Linked DNA regions of Mus musculus: region 1 is linked to region 2. The links are chromatin contacts, called in public promoter capture Hi-C maps. All regions are on one chromosome and are shown on one strand. The core of a region is the stretch at or near the end of the contact, and the rest is flanking DNA. Distances in the headings are between cores, read along the strand shown. Region 1 holds the start of B4galt2 (UDP-Gal:betaGlcNAc beta 1,4- galactosyltransferase, polypeptide 2). Region 2 overlaps Rnf220 (ring finger protein 220).

Region 1 (2,998 bases), core at 50-2,549, 530 kb after region 2:
ATGGCCAGTTTGAGCACTCAGGTCCCAACAGCAAGCAGGCCTAGCCAACTAGGACCAGGCTGAGAAGGAGCCTTCAGCACTCAAGAGTGCCCTCCACCCAAAAAGGAGAGATGTTTAAACAGGTCCTTCCCACTGGAACAAGGGGCAAGAGCATACCCCGTGGGGCAAGCAATAGAGAGCCCCTCACCTAAGATTTCAGGCTAGCTAGCTAGCTCTGGAGCCTGATTAGCAAAGCTAGTTCTGATTCCTGAAATGGGGTACACTTGGACCCTAGAGGAGTAAAGTTCATACACTGGCAGAGGTGGTGGGGGCTGGGGGTGCCCTTGCTCGAACCAGGTCTCCCCTGTAGTTCCAAAAGGTCAAAAAATACTTCTGGCCATGCTCCTGAGAGCAGAATATCTCAAACAGTCACAAAATCACATAGACTGCTTTAGTACCAGCAGTCGGCATCCACACTCAAGGGACACACAGAGACCTACATATAGAGCTAGACACACTTGGGGTGACAGTAACATACGGAGCCACATATATCAACAAACCGCGGCTCGGACTTATACAAGCGTAGCCATACACCCAGACCCACGTGCAAGTATTCCCAACCCCTCCCTCCAGGGCAGGGGCTCTGGGTCAGGCTAGCCACCAAACTGAGGGGTGCGTCTGGGCGGGGCTGGGAGGCTGAACACGTGGCACCTCGGGACGGGGGAGGCAGTAGGACAGGTGGGTGTGGAGCCCTGGGGAGGGGTGCATGCAGTGGGGGATGTGGAAGTGGGGCCGGGGCCGAGCGCCTCTGCGAGACACAAGGCCGGGGCGAGCGAGGACAATGAGGGAGGCCGGATGGGGGCGGACGCCGGAGCCCAGGAGGCTAGCGGGATGGGGGTAGGGTGGGGTGCAGCCAGGCCGGGGGCAGCGCCGGTGCCTCGCTCACCGGGTCCTGGGCTGGGATCTGTGACGGCGCGCGGGCGGCCCCCTAGCCGGGCCGGGTCTGGAATGTCGGGGCCCTGGGTGGGGGGCCGCGCGCGCCCTCCTCTCTCGCAGCGCTCGGGGCTCAGCAGGGGGCGCCGCTCCAGCTCGGGTAGGGATCCCGGCTCCAGCAGCTGTGGACGGCTCTGTCCCCCATGGCCCGGCCCCACCGCCCGGTCAGCGGTCCCCGAGGCTCCGGGGCCACCTCCCGCCGCCGCCGCGGGCCATGGAGCCGAGCCGCCCCGGGAGGCAGGGCGGGGCCCGGCAGACCCACGGACCGGCGGACCGACGGACCACTGCGCTGCCGCCTCCCTCCCGCGCTACGGCTCCTCGGAGGGGCAGGCCAGGCCGGCGCGCCCGCGCGCGCGCCCCCGCGGCCCCCGCCTCCAGTGCGCCCGCACGCGCCGCGCGCCGCTCCGCCGCCCGCCCCTGCCGTTGGCCCTGCGCGGCCCAGCCAGCGGGGAGGTGCGTTTGCGGATGCCTGAGACCCAGGAAGGACGCAGGAATCCATCAGGTTCCTCCATCAGCTTGCTTTAGGGATGGGAAGAGACCAGGAGCCGGATGGCTAAGGCCCTTCAGGTATTTGGGACGGGGTCTGGATAGTGGGCAATTCAGAGGGTTAGGGCCTTGCCAACTCTTTCCTGGGAGCATGAGTCAAGGTCAGCCAACCAGGGCTGCCTGCTGGGTAAGACCCCTAAAGGTGTTGACTGAAAAGGACTTATTAGGTAAAAGCAGGTTGGGTAAGATTTAGGGTGGTGTTGGAATCAAGAATTGTATAGGAATAGGCGGAGCTGAACAAGGCCCTAGGAACTAAGACCATAGAAGAGGTTTCTGGAAGGGTTAGGTGTTCATACTGGACTATCAAATGTAAAACACTGTTCTCCAGGAAAATCCAGGTGCGGGGAGTTTCAGGAGTATAGCGACAGAGAGGAGAATTAGCTGTAGTGAGTTTGGGTCTAGTGCACAGGGGTCCAAAGACATAGGGCTAGGAGGATCTCAGAGCCCAGACTCTTCAATGAAGAGGTGCCAGCATTACAGCCAGCCTAGCACCCTGATCTGCCACCCAGGAGCCAGCAAGGTCCAGAGCAGAGATGATGTGTAGACAGAAAGTTACAGGAGGTTGGAGTGAGTGAACAGGTCCTCCCCTTCCTTTGTGAAAGGTGTCGCAAGGGGCCAACAGAAGCCTCACTGACTGGGACAAATACCAAGTTTATTTCACAAACACTAGGAAGATGGGCTGGATGGGGGTTGAGGGGGGCACAGGTGCACAGCTGTACACAGTCACCATCAGCAGCCCACTCCCCACACTGGGGTTCAGTCTGGACTGCAATGCCTCCAGAGTCAACAGGCAGCAAGAGGTGAGTGCAGGGGAGACCCTGAACACCAAGCCCCAGAAAGGCTGAGGGACACAGCTCCAGCTGTCCCAGGAAAACCAGCAATAAATAACAGTAGGGCACGGCCCCACCCATACAGGTCATCTAGTCACCCATCTTCACTCTGGAGGTCTGCAAAGGAAAAACAGGACAAATCAGGCAGGGACAGTGACCAGTGACAAGACCAGAACCAGCAGGCCAGTGGGTGGACAGACGGACAGACACACTATGACAGACAAACAGACATGGACAGTAACAAAGGAGCTCAGCTGTACAACAGAGAAGACAAGTCCCATGGACAGTGTTAGTGTCGCCAAGAGTCAGCCCAGTCAAGCACCCAAGTCACAAACTCACACACTGGAAAATATGAATTTAGACATGCTAGTCTACTGACAAGTGTGTCATACATACAGAACACAGACCCTGAGAGACAGAAACTCCACAAAGACATTTTCAGAGGCAGCCGAGGAAAGAGATGCTAATGGAGAGACTTAGGAAAGATGCGTGCATCTAGAGCAGGAGACAAAGGGGGACCAAGAGATGGGAAGGGGAAAAAAGGGAGGCACTTCTGTTCCTCTCTAGGGGGACTCGCACCTGAAGGATTGCAACAATGACCCCAAAGAGGCCAATGGCACTGCCAAAGATCTCCACGATGAGAATTTTTA
Region 2 (2,802 bases), core at 208-2,707:
GGCTTGTTTACAGTTTCAGAGGGTGAGCCCGTGGCAGCAGGCAGGCTTGGCACTGGAGTGAGGGACTGGGAGCTGTGGGGCTTGGGGGGAGTCGGGGTTGGGGAGCAGGCTTGGAGCAAGAGTGGGGTGTGTTGTGTCCAAACCCCGGAAATCTTGTCCTGAGATCTGCAGGAGTGGGATCAATACCCCTCTGGCACTCTTAGCTCTGTGTTCCCACCCGTGCCCCACCAACAGAGGTCACATGGCCCAGAGGCCAGGTTAAGCATCCTCTTTCCCTTACAGGTCCTATCCAGCAGCACTTGGAATTTCTCCTTACGCTATTGAGGCATCTCCAGCACCCAGGCCCTGGCCAATAATGTACACTCTCCCCAAAGCTGCAACTTGCCCCCTCAAAGGTTTAAACAGCTTTTGTTCCTCCCATTAAAATGAGTAGTCACACAGGTTCACCACTGCCTGAGGCCTCTCATCACCACCCACCTCTATTCCCCAAGGGGAGCCTGAACAGCACTGGAGTGATACCTAAGACCTTACATCTTATCCAAAAGTTAGAGGTGGTGTGTGTGTGTGTGTGTGTGTGTGTGTGTGTGTGAAAGAGAGAGAGAGACCAAAAGTTGGAGGTGGGGTGTGTATGTGGACTAGGAAAGTCCAATGATGAGCCAAGGCTGTAGCTCTCTGGATGTGCTGCCTACCACAATGGTCCAAGCAAAAGATGACACCGAGCAGGGCAAAACGGTGCACGGGAGCAGAGAGCACTCTGAGAACACTCTTATTACCTTTCACATTTAACGTTCTCTGCTCCCCACCCCACTTTGTCCCTTAGTGCCCACACTCTTGGAAGATTACTTCAACTATAACCCTGTGTAGTTTCTCCCACTGAGGTCAGTTTTAATTTCCCCCATGAAGCTGTAAGTTCTGAATCCATGAGGCCCAATAGAGTTCCAAGAGACAAAGAGCCAATGAATGATGTGTAAAGGAATCCACTGGACACCTGTGGATGTGGGGGACGCACAGGAGTCTTAAAAGGAAGACACCGATGATGCCAGCCTCGGAGATATTGGAAGTAAAGCAGCCAAGAGCACAGCTGGAAAAACGGATGGAAGAACGGATGGAAGAGGATAGAGAGGGTGGGGGAAGGGCTGCCGAGTGGTCGGCTTCTCTCAAGGTTGGCTCTCACAGTTTTCAATAGCCTTTGGAAGGAGGTCCCAAAAGCTCTAGTTTTCACACAAGAGAAAGCGATTCAGAGAGAGCAATGTGCCTAAGGTATCATCAAGGGGTTCCTGTGTGAGCTAAGGTTTGAAGCCAGCGTTAAAGGTCCTAGCATTATGTCTTTCTACAGGAAGGAAGGAAACAACATAGGCCCAGAGAATTTCAAGAATGAGGGGAGGAGTCAGCAGAGTTGAACACAGCAGCTTCCCACTTCCTGTTCACCTGGCCCCACTTCCCTGGATGGCCTTGAAAGAGGCACCACCAGGGCCAGGGGAGGGAAGGTCCTGCCTGGAGTCCTCACTGTGGGAACTATGTCCCTTCAGTTCCCTCCTCCCGCAGGGGCTTGATGGCTCAGTCTCCACTTGGCCCAGTTGGAGGAGGCTCAGCTCAGGCAAGCCCAGATCAACCTTGTCCCCGAGGACCTGGGACCCTGCCAGGGAGGAAGGAGCTAGCTTTTCTCTGACCCAGCTAACAGAACTCTCCTGAATTAAACTGCCCTCAGCTCTCTCCCATACCCCAGCCTCAAGAAGTGCTCTGCCCATTCATTCCCAGCATGGTACTTGTCTCATGCTTTGGAGAACTGAAACACGATGTGTCTTGGCTACTTGGGTAGGTACCGGCCATTCTGAGGCTCATTCAAGTCACTACTCACCCACCAAGCATAAGAAGCACGCGTGAACATTGGGTGGGCCCCCCAGGATTCTCTCTGATGCACTGGGCAGGTACATAACTGAACAACCCAGCTAGGACAGCAACTATCAGAGAGGACAGAGAGGCACGGGTGACCTGGAGTAGAGACGGACAGGATGACGGGAAAGATCCTGTCCGAATTACAATGGCCCAGGCAGTTCAATGGCTCCAGGTTTCCCAGCCAAGATTTCCAAAGAGCCCTTTGGGACAAACAAGGACGCAGCCTGACTTTCTGGACTTCTTTGAGCTGAGGGTGTTCTGGTCTCCCCAGATACCCACATTTAGCCCCTGCAGGTGTCTGAATCTGAATCTGAACACTTGGCAGCACCAAGGTGGCCAGGAGAGACTGAAGGCACTCTTATATCTTTGCTCAGGAAATGGCCTCATAAAAGTGACAGGGAGACGCACCTATGGCTGCTTGTTAAAGTTTTATTACTAATCACCTCCAACGTCAGGGAGGCAGAGGGAGGGGCTGGAGATGGAGTCATCAAGGCCTGGGAGCAGGTGTCGGCAGCCTCAGCATCAGAGGCAGGAGCCGACACATGGCTTTTACAGCTACAGCTCTGTACAGCGCTCTGGACTAGGCACTGCTCTGGACCTATGCAGAGGAGGCCTTCCCCATGTCTCTCCTCTTCTTGTGAGGTGGGTAGCTCCTCCTTCATTCCCTACATTTAGCAGATTCCCCACACAATCTCCTGCTGAGCTGTTTTATCCCTTACCATCCCTCCTTCCCAATGAAACTGGCCTAGTGTGGTGTCACCATCTTCACACAGACCATAGTAGTCTGTTTGTGTGGCTGTAACACATTACCTAAGGCTAGCCACTTTATTTTAGGGGGGAAAGATAGAGCTGGGTGTGGTGGTACATGCCTGTAATCCTAGCACTCTAAAGGCAGAAGCAGACAGA

Evidence for each region. Promoter capture Hi-C pulls out the DNA fragments that hold promoters and counts their contacts.
Region 1: a promoter capture Hi-C map of embryonic stem cells shows a contact between it and region 2, with 2.7 times the contacts expected there. The contact joins the promoter of B4galt2 here to the enhancer-like site in region 2. A contact is called at or near these places in 7 of 39 promoter capture datasets (the C10 cell line, embryonic stem cells, fetal liver and 4 more).

Annotation. Positions count from the first base shown.
Region 1 is chr4:117,882,177-117,885,174 of GRCm38.p6, forward strand. It overlaps B4galt2 (UDP-Gal:betaGlcNAc beta 1,4- galactosyltransferase, polypeptide 2), which reads right to left and starts at 1,300. Exons shown (of 8, transcript NM_017377.5): 1 at 926-1,300. Atp6v0b (ATPase, H+ transporting, lysosomal V0 subunit B) reads right to left here. Exons shown (of 8, transcript NM_033617.3): 7 at 2,928-2,998; 8 at 2,154-2,465. The coding sequence ends at 2,439. It overlaps Gm12841 (predicted gene 12841), which reads left to right and starts at 1,374. Exons shown (of 4, transcript NR_168719.1): 1 at 1,374-1,539.
Region 2 is chr4:117,354,919-117,357,720 of GRCm38.p6, forward strand. All of the region lies in intron 2 of Rnf220 (ring finger protein 220), which reads right to left. Among named protein-coding and RNA genes, the nearest start is that of Gm40231, 37 kb to the left of the region's middle. Within about 2 kb of position 1,458, at least 31 of the 459 cell types and tissues checked have an H3K27ac peak or open chromatin away from gene starts, as enhancers often do. A contact at or near this core is called in embryonic stem cells, where this site is marked.